Regions from separate parts of the Ovis aries genome. Here region 1 is linked to region 2. The links are chromatin contacts, called in public Hi-C maps. All regions are on one chromosome and are shown on one strand. Each heading gives the region's core, a stretch centred on a gene start, on an enhancer-like site or on the middle of the called end of the contact. The rest is flanking DNA. Distances are from core to core; before and after follow the strand shown. Region 1 holds the start of BCL6 (BCL6 transcription repressor). Region 2 has its middle 120 kb from the start of BCL6.

Region 1 (4,606 bases), core at 1,553-4,052, 120 kb before region 2:
TCAATGTTTGGGCCTGCAGTATTGGAAAGTCTTCCAAGTAGGATATTGGAAACTTCTATTTATAAATGGAGAGGGGGGTACTATTTCCCATCCGCAGGCTTCTATTTTGGCCTGAAAACTCAACTATAGTCATTTTAGGCAGGGAATGCCCATCTCCTGGTACTCCCTTTCCATTTCCTCCTCCCCCAGAGACACATTATCTTTTCTCCTTTAAAAAAAAAAGCATATATTTTAAAGCGAGAATGTGATTTCACCTCGTTCCTTTGAGCTCATGTTTGCTACCTCCAGGAATAGCGTGTGGACTAGGGCCAGATGAACTTCAACTTGGGCTGCAGATTTACGAGGTTCTGTTCAAGTGCCAAAGGCTCTTGGTAGTAAATAGCGAGCAAAATAGATACCTGTCTCCTGACGGATCTTGCCGGGCCCCCTCTTAATTTTTTTCTTAAGTTATTTATCAAAACCACACACACCTTGCAAAGAAAAAGGGAAACTGGCAGTCTCTGTAGAGGAAGCCAGTGGCATCGCTCTGAGCCACAAACTGTATTTCTAAACAGCCCTTTCCCTGGTTCCTTCTCTCCTGCCCCATTTTTTTTTTTTTCCTTTTTGACAGTAAAAAAAAATGCATCTACTGACACTCACTTTACTTTAAAGGGGGGGGGGGCATTACAAGATTCTCCTCCTGGAAACTATAAACTGATTGAACAAAAAAAAATCCGAAAGGATTAAATCAGTTTCCTGGAGGGGATGGCGAGCTCACAGAAGAGGTCAGGGACCCAGTAACAGTTCTTGACTTTGAGCGCCCAGTTTGGGGCCATTCCTTCGGCTCAGCTGTCAGGACCCGCACCACCAAGACAAACATTTAGAGAAGGGGCACAACATAAACAGGATCCTTTTCAAGCTTTTTTTTTTTTTAATTTGTAGGATTGTGTACTTGTTTTCCATGGGATAGCTTTTAAAACTCAATTATTGCAACACGAGTTCCATATTTGGCCAGAGTTCCAATAACACGGCATCATAACGGCAACGCAATCTACAGTTCTCAAGACATTTACCACGGTCACTACATCCGGCAGCGGAGTGGCCCCCTCGCTCCCGCGGCTCCCCAGCGCAGCCGATTTCCGAGGCTTCCACTCCCTACCGGCTCCCGCCCCCGGCCGCCGCCGCCGCCGCCTTCCCCCATTCCTACTCCCTCGAGGAGAGCTACAGGTTGCAAATCCAACCAACCTCGCAATCCATTTCTGCAAAATCACTCACAAAGATCTCCCGTTCGCGCCCGCGCCCCCTCCTCCGGCGCCAGGTCCCCCAGCCAGGGCCACAAAGTGCCCTTCTCTCCTCCCGGGTCTTGCACGTAGGAACGCGGGCTGGGGCTGTTTGTTTTTTCCCTCGCCCTGTGCAAAGACCTCGGGAATCTGAAGCCTGACGCCGCTACTCTCCGACCCGCAGTTTTTGTTTTGTTTGTTTTCACAAAGCTTGCACCACGGGAAAAATAAAAATTTAGGAAAGCAGGGAAACAGCCATTGGGAGCTAACACCGAGTCACGCAGCGCCCAAAATACAAACACCACGACCGCCAGAAATCCCGCCACCTTCCCGCTTGGCTGGGCCGTTCTGCGAAGGTTCCCGGAGTCCCCGCACTCTGAACAGCACCGCAGGTGCAAACGCGCACCCCTTTCCCACCCCCACCCCCAAATCCCCATCCCGCCACAAGCCTCTCTCCCCAGGACCGGGAGAGGGAGCGCGCGGGGGTTCCCGACTCCCTAGACTGCAACCAAGAAAGAATGATTTCCAAACTATTCAACATCCCCGCCCCCAGGCAAGCTAAACCTCCCCCAAAACGCAGGGGAAGGGGACACCAAAACGCTCGGATCTCGTTAGGAAGATCGCGGCTCAGAAAGGAACACTTCATCTGGGTTTATGAAGGGGAAAAAAAATAAATATCCACTAGGAGTTCGCTTGCATTTCTCCTCCAAAATCTCGGCTCGGAGGTGGGGAATCGAGAGGACCGAGGCCGGTGGAAGGGAGCCAGCGGGGCGAGCGAAAGGGCAGTCTCCCTCCTCGCCTCCCGGAGTGACCAAGAAGGACGGGAGAGGGGAAGGAAGGAGAGGCGAGGGAAAGGAGAGGGAAGGAAGGAAGGCGAGGCTGGAGCGAGGGAGCAAGGAAGGCAGTTTGCAAGCGAGAAAAGAGGGAAAAAAAAACACAGCCGCACGAATCCAGCGAGATCACAAGCCGTACGCAAGCAGCAGCAGAAAGAGCGAGAGCGCGAGCGCGCGTCCTCTCCGCCGTCTGGGGCCAGACAGCCCCCAGACTTGCCCGAATCACCCCCCAAGCACTGTCTCGTCCTTTCTGCTCCGGCCGCCCCCTAATTCCCCTCCTTCCTCTCCTCCACCTCCTCTTCAAAAACCAAAACAACACAAGGGAGGGTGGCAAAAGCCTCCCCAAACCGGCCAATTCACTCAAAGACAACAAGAATAAAATAATAAAAATATAAAAATCTACATCCTAGAGTGGGAGAGACGTGGGACTAATCTTCGGCATTTATTTTAACACCTGACAGCTACAATAAATAAATATATACATTTACATCAATAGATACACATAGGAAACTTGGAGCCAAAGCATTTGGCAAGAGCAGAAAAAAAGAATTAAAAGGTAAAATAATGATCATGAGCAGCGGCGGCGGCAGCGGCACCAGCGGCAACAGCGGCGGCGGCAGCAGCAGCGGCGGCAGCAACAGCAATAATCACCTGGTGTCCGGCCTTTCCTAGAAACTTCTTGCATCACCACTTCTAAGAACCCCAGTTCTAAGAATCAACAGAGCTCAATTCTCGGAATTTGAGCTGGGGACTTTACCACTGCTACGTAGCAGGGGAGGACTCGGTGTCAGCTCTCCACGACTTATGCCTCCTCCGGGCCATAAAAAGCCCTCCAAGCCAAAATATTTTCCCGCTGTCCCGCAGATTTTGGGGTCCTCACGGGCTGAACGTCTCGGGTTTGGAGATTTCGGCGCGAGGGTCGAGGGGCCGGACGGTGGCTCTCCCTCCCCGGCCCCCGGTCGGTGGTACAGCCTGCTCCGCCACCGTCACGTGGGCGCCCCTCTGTGACGTCGGCGTCTTCGCTGTAGCAAAGCTCGGCCTCTGGAATTCTGAGAACTAATTTGCTATTCGGTGACATAAGAGGGGGAGTGCGCTTTGCTTCCCCGGGGTCTGGGGCTCATTTCTCCTCTCTTCCCCATAAACTCAGCTCCTCCGAGCTCAAAACACAAAAGGAAGCGAGAGGTTCGAACCTTTGGGAAAAGTCTGTTATATATAGTAGGTTTCGGGGCGAGTAAGGGAAAAAAAAAAAAAAAAAACACCACAGCTCTTTCCAGCTAGAATATTAGGCACCACGAGAAAAATATTTGCCAAGCAGTTTTCGGTGGGTTCATTTGCTTTATTTTTATTTGGGACAGTTTGGGATTTTTTTTTTTTTCCTTGGTGTGGTGGTTTGGGATTTGGGGTGGTTGTATTATGATGGTTTGCGGATTTTTGCTTCTGATTTTTGCCTTTTGCAACTTTGTGATGTTACGTAAATCGTAGGATCCCGCATCGGTTGGATTTTGTTTTGTTTTACCCCTATGAAATGTCTCAAACGATTTAAGGAAGACGTGTTATTTTAATACTGATAGTGTTGAAAGAAGCTTGAGTTTTTTGTCATATGTAACAATTCCGACCCCCACTTTTTTCAGGGGGGCGGGGAAGGGTGTTCAATTTTCCTTTTTCCCTTGGACTTTTACTGAGAGGACGCTCTCCTGCGCTAGAAAGACATGTTCAAAGGATTTGTTTTGGTTTGTTTCTTTCCAGGACAGCAAGTGGTGGGTTTACTCTGTTATTGTTGACTCTTAGGAAAATTCTTGCTGCAAGAAACGTGTGTGTATGTGTATGTGTACGCGTACGCGTGTGTTCTACAAAATTCTGTGAGCCAAATACATGTTTGTGTTCTGCTTTTTCTTTAGGTCTTGGTTCCCCCCGCTCTCTCCCAGCTCGTTTCAAGGTCGTTGTTAAAAATCTCTCCTGTCTGTGTTTAAAGAGACCAGCCGGAGGGAATTCTAAAGGCCTGCGGTGCCAGTATCACAGATACTGCGTGGATTTAGAACAGACTGTGCTACAACTACAACGCGGTTCACGCAGCACAGTCCTCTTAGTTTTAGAGCTGAGTTAGGAGGAGGAGGAAAAGGGGGGAAATCTTTCTTTCTTCCTTCCTTTCTTTTTAAAGGCAAATGCAGTGCAGAATCATTTCACTGTGGGCCTTGGTTTGTTTATTCAGAACTGCCAGTTTCCCTATTTAAATGTTGGTTGGGGTTTTTTTCCCCTCCTACTCATCCCTGAATGAGGGAGACTCTTGTTTCTTTTATGTCTCTCTCTTAAAAGAGGGTGTGAGGGGAAAATAATATTTCAGATTCCTCAAGTATTAACCCAAAATGTTTGGACCAGAAGCAGCTTTCAAAGGTCAGGCTGTTCTGAGCCTTGGCTATGAAAGTCCTTCAGGCGGACTCATTAAATTACAGAGGAGTTCTTAAAGGTTCCACAAAATTTCTGCACATGTTAATTTCCAATAAAGATATCTCCCCA
Region 2 (5,116 bases), core at 1,657-4,156:
ACTTTAAACTATTGAATCCTTGAATGGCCAATATACTCTGTCTAGTTGAAACAACTTCTAGAGCAAGACAGGGTTTAATTAAGTAAACAAATAACTAGACTGAAGTGCTCTTTTTTTGAATGACGATCTCAAGAAATCTGTCTGCTACCTTTCTACCTTTTGGGATATGATTAAGTTTTGAACTAACAAGACCACTATATAAATGCAAAATATTAATTCTTATCAGCCAGCTTTGTAATATATTCTTTAGGTAAGTTTCTTGTCTCTTGGGTTGATTTTCAAACTTTGAACTCAGTGCCAGTGACTTATCAGGAAAATTATAGACTGTACTCTTTCACTGGGAAGAAGAGTAGACTAGAATCCCCTTAAGGATACCTTTGAAACCACTTCTTTTCTAATAAATTGTTGAGACAATGTGTTGGGGAACAAAAAGAGTGCTAGCGAAGGCTTGCTCTTTAGAAAATAACAAAAAGAATCGTATCCAATCACGCTGATGGTAAAAAGTTCAGGGTGCAATTATGTTACTTTGTATGTAATACTAGAAGTTTCTTTATCCCATGGTAAATCACCTGGCCAAAGTCATAGCAATTAAGGGCTATAATAATTTCTTTTTATTCTTTACCAATCTCAGTGCCCAATTCACTGATTATTTATCATGCAGAATAAATGTCCAGTAACTGTTTCTACTAATCATTTTATCTACTAGTAGAATTTCCCACATGATGTTTACCCAGTGGGTTCCAAAGTGCCCAGAAATTTATCCTTTCAGCATTTTGGACAATTAGTAGGACCAGGAATAGCCAGGACTCTGAGCTAGTTGTCCCCAATAACATGTGGGTATGTTTACTCCAGAACAACAAAGAAATACTATCAGTTTCTTTGTGTACCATGTCTTGGAAGGGACTGGGAAGCACTGAGCCTCACTGTAAATTTCAGGCCTTTCAAAATACATAATATAATTTTACTGTTGTGGAGACAATTGAAACTGGTCAATTTTTGTCTTATGTTTGTTTTTAAAATGAAACTTACAGGGAAACCTGTCCCTTTCATGTGACCTGCTGGCCATGGATTGGTCATCCCTGCCTGGCTCCATTTTCCCACAAGAAGGAGAGTAGCTATGCCTTAGAAGACTCAAAGAATGGAGATACACACACACACACACACACACACACACACACACATATATATAAAGAATGAATATATGTACATGTATAACTGAGTCACTTTGCTCTACTCCTGAAATTAATACAACATTGTAAATCAACTGTAATCAATACAATTAAAATATTAAGAAAACAATCTCAGAAGCTCCCCATGAAAAATGAGTAAAACGTTCTCACCAACACACTTCCCCCACTGCCCTGAAACAGGTCCCTATCTCAGAGACCCTTTTCATTCAACTCAGATGCAATTTCCTCCAAGAAGCCTTCTCTGACTCCTCATACTCCACCTCTAAAGTCAGAAATAATTTCCCCATTCTTTCCTCATAACTCTTGTTCTGTTCTCTTCTTATAACACTGAACAATTTTTGAATCCCGATCAGTCATATGGTAATAACTGTACTGGAATGTAAACTTTGGGGAGTTAATAGCCATGTCTTATTTTTAAGATCCTTTAAAACATTCCTAACAGAACTTGAATTACACATGAAAGACACTTAACCAACTAAAGAAAAGACAAATTAGTTTGACACTGCTCTTTGATTCATTATATCTGATTAATTTGGAAAGTTAAATTCCTTAATAAATATTTTGGGGAACACTTGGGGAGAGTTTTTAAAAAATTCTCAAAACTTATGGTAGCTTACTTTTCATTTTAATAATATGATCTAGACAAACGCAAAAACACGTGAAAAACATTAAACTTTGCTCTTAAACAGAGAAGTGCAGATGAAAACAAATTTGAAGCACTGTTTTTGATAGACTAAAATAGGAAAAAGGTCTAAGCAAACAATTAATGCTTGAAAGAGCTGTGGTTAAACTGGCTAGTAACACTTCAAATTAACACTTTTTAAATAGTATATGAGAACTATGAAGATCCCAAGCATATTTCCCCAGTCATCCCATTCATAGGAATTTCAGAATTTGTGCAAAGGTAGCAATTCAACAACAACAAAAAGCAAAATGTACAAACATGTCTATAACAGCATTCACTATAATAGTGAAAACGCAAACAAATAAACAACACACAAAAACAAATTGAAGAGAAGCCGAATGTGCCGTAGTAGAAAAATGACTTCATTAATTATAAAACAGTATCAAAATTATATTATATAGTGGTTAAAATACAAACTTGAAAAGAAAAATTCATATTATACAATTTTTAAAAAATCAGGCCGTAAGATAAAATGCGTAATACGCATACATGATGACAATGAGAAATAGACAAGAATGTGCAAAAATAAAAGCAGTTAAATATGTTGTAGGATTCTGGCTTGTTTTCTGTTTTAAAGTCATTACATCATCTTTTCAATGACAGACTACATTTTAAGTAATTGAAAACAAAGTCTCATTAGCTTTGTCCTTGTATAAATTCCCAGAGAGAACACATTATTCTTTTTCATTTCTACCTCTGCCACTTGTCTCTGATTTGGACCTGCTCCATCCTGTTCTCCCACTTCTCACTCCCCTAACTAGCCTGGAACGAGACCCTCCCCAAACAAGGACGCTAAGGGCACCAAGCTCAGCAGAAGCTGTGTATCCAAATCTGTAAACATCAAAGGACAGGATTAATGCCGCGCCCCTACCATAGCAAAGGCAGACCCAGATTCTTCAATGACCACAAGTGGCCTTGGTTTAACAAACCTTGCCAACAAGGCACAATGTTCCCGTCCTCAGAAATAGTCCCCGGCAGAGCTTCCAGGGGCCCATAAAAGTCTGCACTCTTGGAAGAATGTGACAACTCTGGCATCAAACACAGATTCGTCATTTTCTATAATAAGAGAATGCTCAGTTGCATCAGGCTTTCTTAGCAGGGCCAACACAGTAAAATTTTGAGGCTGTGCAAGTGAATTTTCGCCCAGCCTTAGACTCCTTTCCCTTCCTCCAGATGATCAATAAAATCAGTTTATAAAGCCCTTTAGCATCCAATTTCTCACTTGAATCTTGCAGTCAGCCCGGTGAGGTCAGTTTTATTATTAACTTCACGTTTCAGAACAGGACCCTGAGGCTCAGGGAAGTTAAATGACTTGCGGAAGTCCACAGCAAGTCAACGACTGAATAAGAGCATGAGCCCAGCCCCGGCTTCTCCTGTGTGCTGCCTCTGCTTTCAGTCCAAGTGGATGCACTGACCCAGTGCACCCACTCACACCAGTATTCAGCCGACTGTTGCCTGGGACACCCAGGTGTTAAAGAAAGGCAGAGTGGGAAGAAGAGTGCATAGCCTTTGAGAAGTCAAGAGAGGTTTCTAAGAAGATGCTGAACTAGACTGAACTATTGGCTCCTTCCCTTGAGATCCACTCTGAGGAACTACAGAGGAAAAACTTTAAATTGCAAGGAAAGCTATAAGAACTCCCTGGAGATGCAGAAGCTCTTTTTATTTGGCATATACACGTGTCTGAAATGGGCTTTACCTATGATAGGATACCTAAGCTGCTGTTTCAGAATAAGACAAGAAAGTAACCATCCCTTCCTAGGATCTTCTTCCCAACTACCTCCCCGCCCTTACTGCTTTGGAACAGATAAGGACTGGAGCTTAGAGTTTTTGAGCAAGTGTGCCTCCGGTGTAAAGCAGGGGAGTGCAAGTTTGGTGGATTATAGTCTCCTAGAGACTAATTTTCCCTGAAATAAAGAATAATACATCTAAAGAGCTATTTGGTATGGTGATGAGTGATTAGCTTTGATTTTCTGATGCCTGGAATGCTCCACTTCTGGGTTTATCCTCTGTCCTCAACCCCCATTTTTAACTCATTGCTGCTGACACAGAGGGGCTTCCCTGGTGGCTCAGCGCTAAAGAATTTGCCTGCAATACAGGAGCCGCAGGAGATGTGAGTTTGATCCCTGGGTAGGGAAGGTCCCCTGGAGGAGGGCGTGGCAACCTACTCCAATATGCTTGCCTGGAGAATCTTACGACAGAGGAGCCTGGTGGGCTACAGTCCATGGGCTTGCAAAGAGTCAGACACGACTGACTCTTAACACACACACTGACACATAGGAAGGTCTGGCCTTTATCTCTTTCACCATCAGAAGTGCTGAGCCAAGTAGCCCATAACCCCAGAGGAATGAAAGCTCATGGGAAATAAGAAAAGTACTAATATTCACAAAATAAAAAAAACAAACTGAGTTACAAATTCCATAGGAACCAGAAGTGTTATAACTGACAGACCAAGAACTTACATATATTTTTGAGAATTTAATTTTTTTATATTTACAAAATAAGAAATGATTCTAGCAATACACAAAGAAAACAAAAACCATAGGAGGAATCAAGTAGAAATGTTGAATATGAATATATAATAGTTGAGATAATGAGCACAATGATAATTAGTAGAATAAATTCACCTGAGGAATGAATTAGTAAACTGGGAGATCAGGTTGAGGACTTCTCCTTAGCAGGAAATTATTTTTAAAATGGAAAATATTTACGATATATAAAGTCCCAGGAAGAAAAAAGGAAAAAGAAAAAATAGATCCAAATGGAGAAGAGGAAATATTTAAAGGGATAATGGAGATAATCCCCCCAGAATTAATGAATGATGAAAAGCCTCAGATTGACAGGAACCACAGATAGCAGAGAAGGCAATGGCACCCCACTCCAGTACTCTTGCCTGGAAAATCCCATGGACGGAGGAGCCTGGTGGGCTGCAGTCCATGGGGTCACTAGGAGTCGGACATGACCGAGCGACTTCACTTTCACTTTTCACTTGCATGCATTGGAGAAGGAAATAGCAACCCACTCCAGTGTTCTTGCCTGGAAAATCCCAGGGATTGGGGAGCCTGGTGGGCTGCCATCTATGGGGTCGCACAGAGTCGGATATGATTAAAGTGACTTAGCAGCATAGATAGCAGAGAGGAGTGATAAGGAAAATCACACTTCTAGACATGTTATGTTAAAATACAAGACTATCAAAGATAAGGTAAAATTGTAACACAAAACCCAAAAAACTTCCAATAGAAAG

Evidence for each region. A called contact is a pair of places that touch in the nucleus more often than the background predicts.
Region 1: a contact with region 2 is called in a Hi-C map of tail adipose tissue, with 3 times the contacts expected there. The contact joins the promoter of BCL6 here to the enhancer-like site in region 2. A contact is called at or near these places in 2 of 16 Hi-C or Micro-C datasets (omental adipose tissue and tail adipose tissue).

What each region holds. Positions count from the first base shown.
Region 1 is chr1:200,383,157-200,387,762 of ARS-UI_Ramb_v3.0, reverse strand. BCL6 (BCL6 transcription repressor) reads right to left here and starts at 2,802. Exons shown (of 10, transcript XM_042233309.1): 1 at 1-2,802. It overlaps LOC105602706 (a long non-coding RNA gene), which reads left to right and starts at 3,151. Exons shown (of 3, transcript XR_001021447.5): 1 at 3,151-3,413.
Region 2 is chr1:200,260,356-200,265,471 of ARS-UI_Ramb_v3.0, reverse strand. No RefSeq gene overlaps it. Among named protein-coding and RNA genes, the nearest start is that of BCL6, 120 kb to the left of the region's middle. Within about 2 kb of position 2,906, at least 5 of the 54 cell types and tissues checked have an H3K27ac peak or open chromatin away from gene starts, as enhancers often do. A contact at or near this core is called in tail adipose tissue, where this site is marked.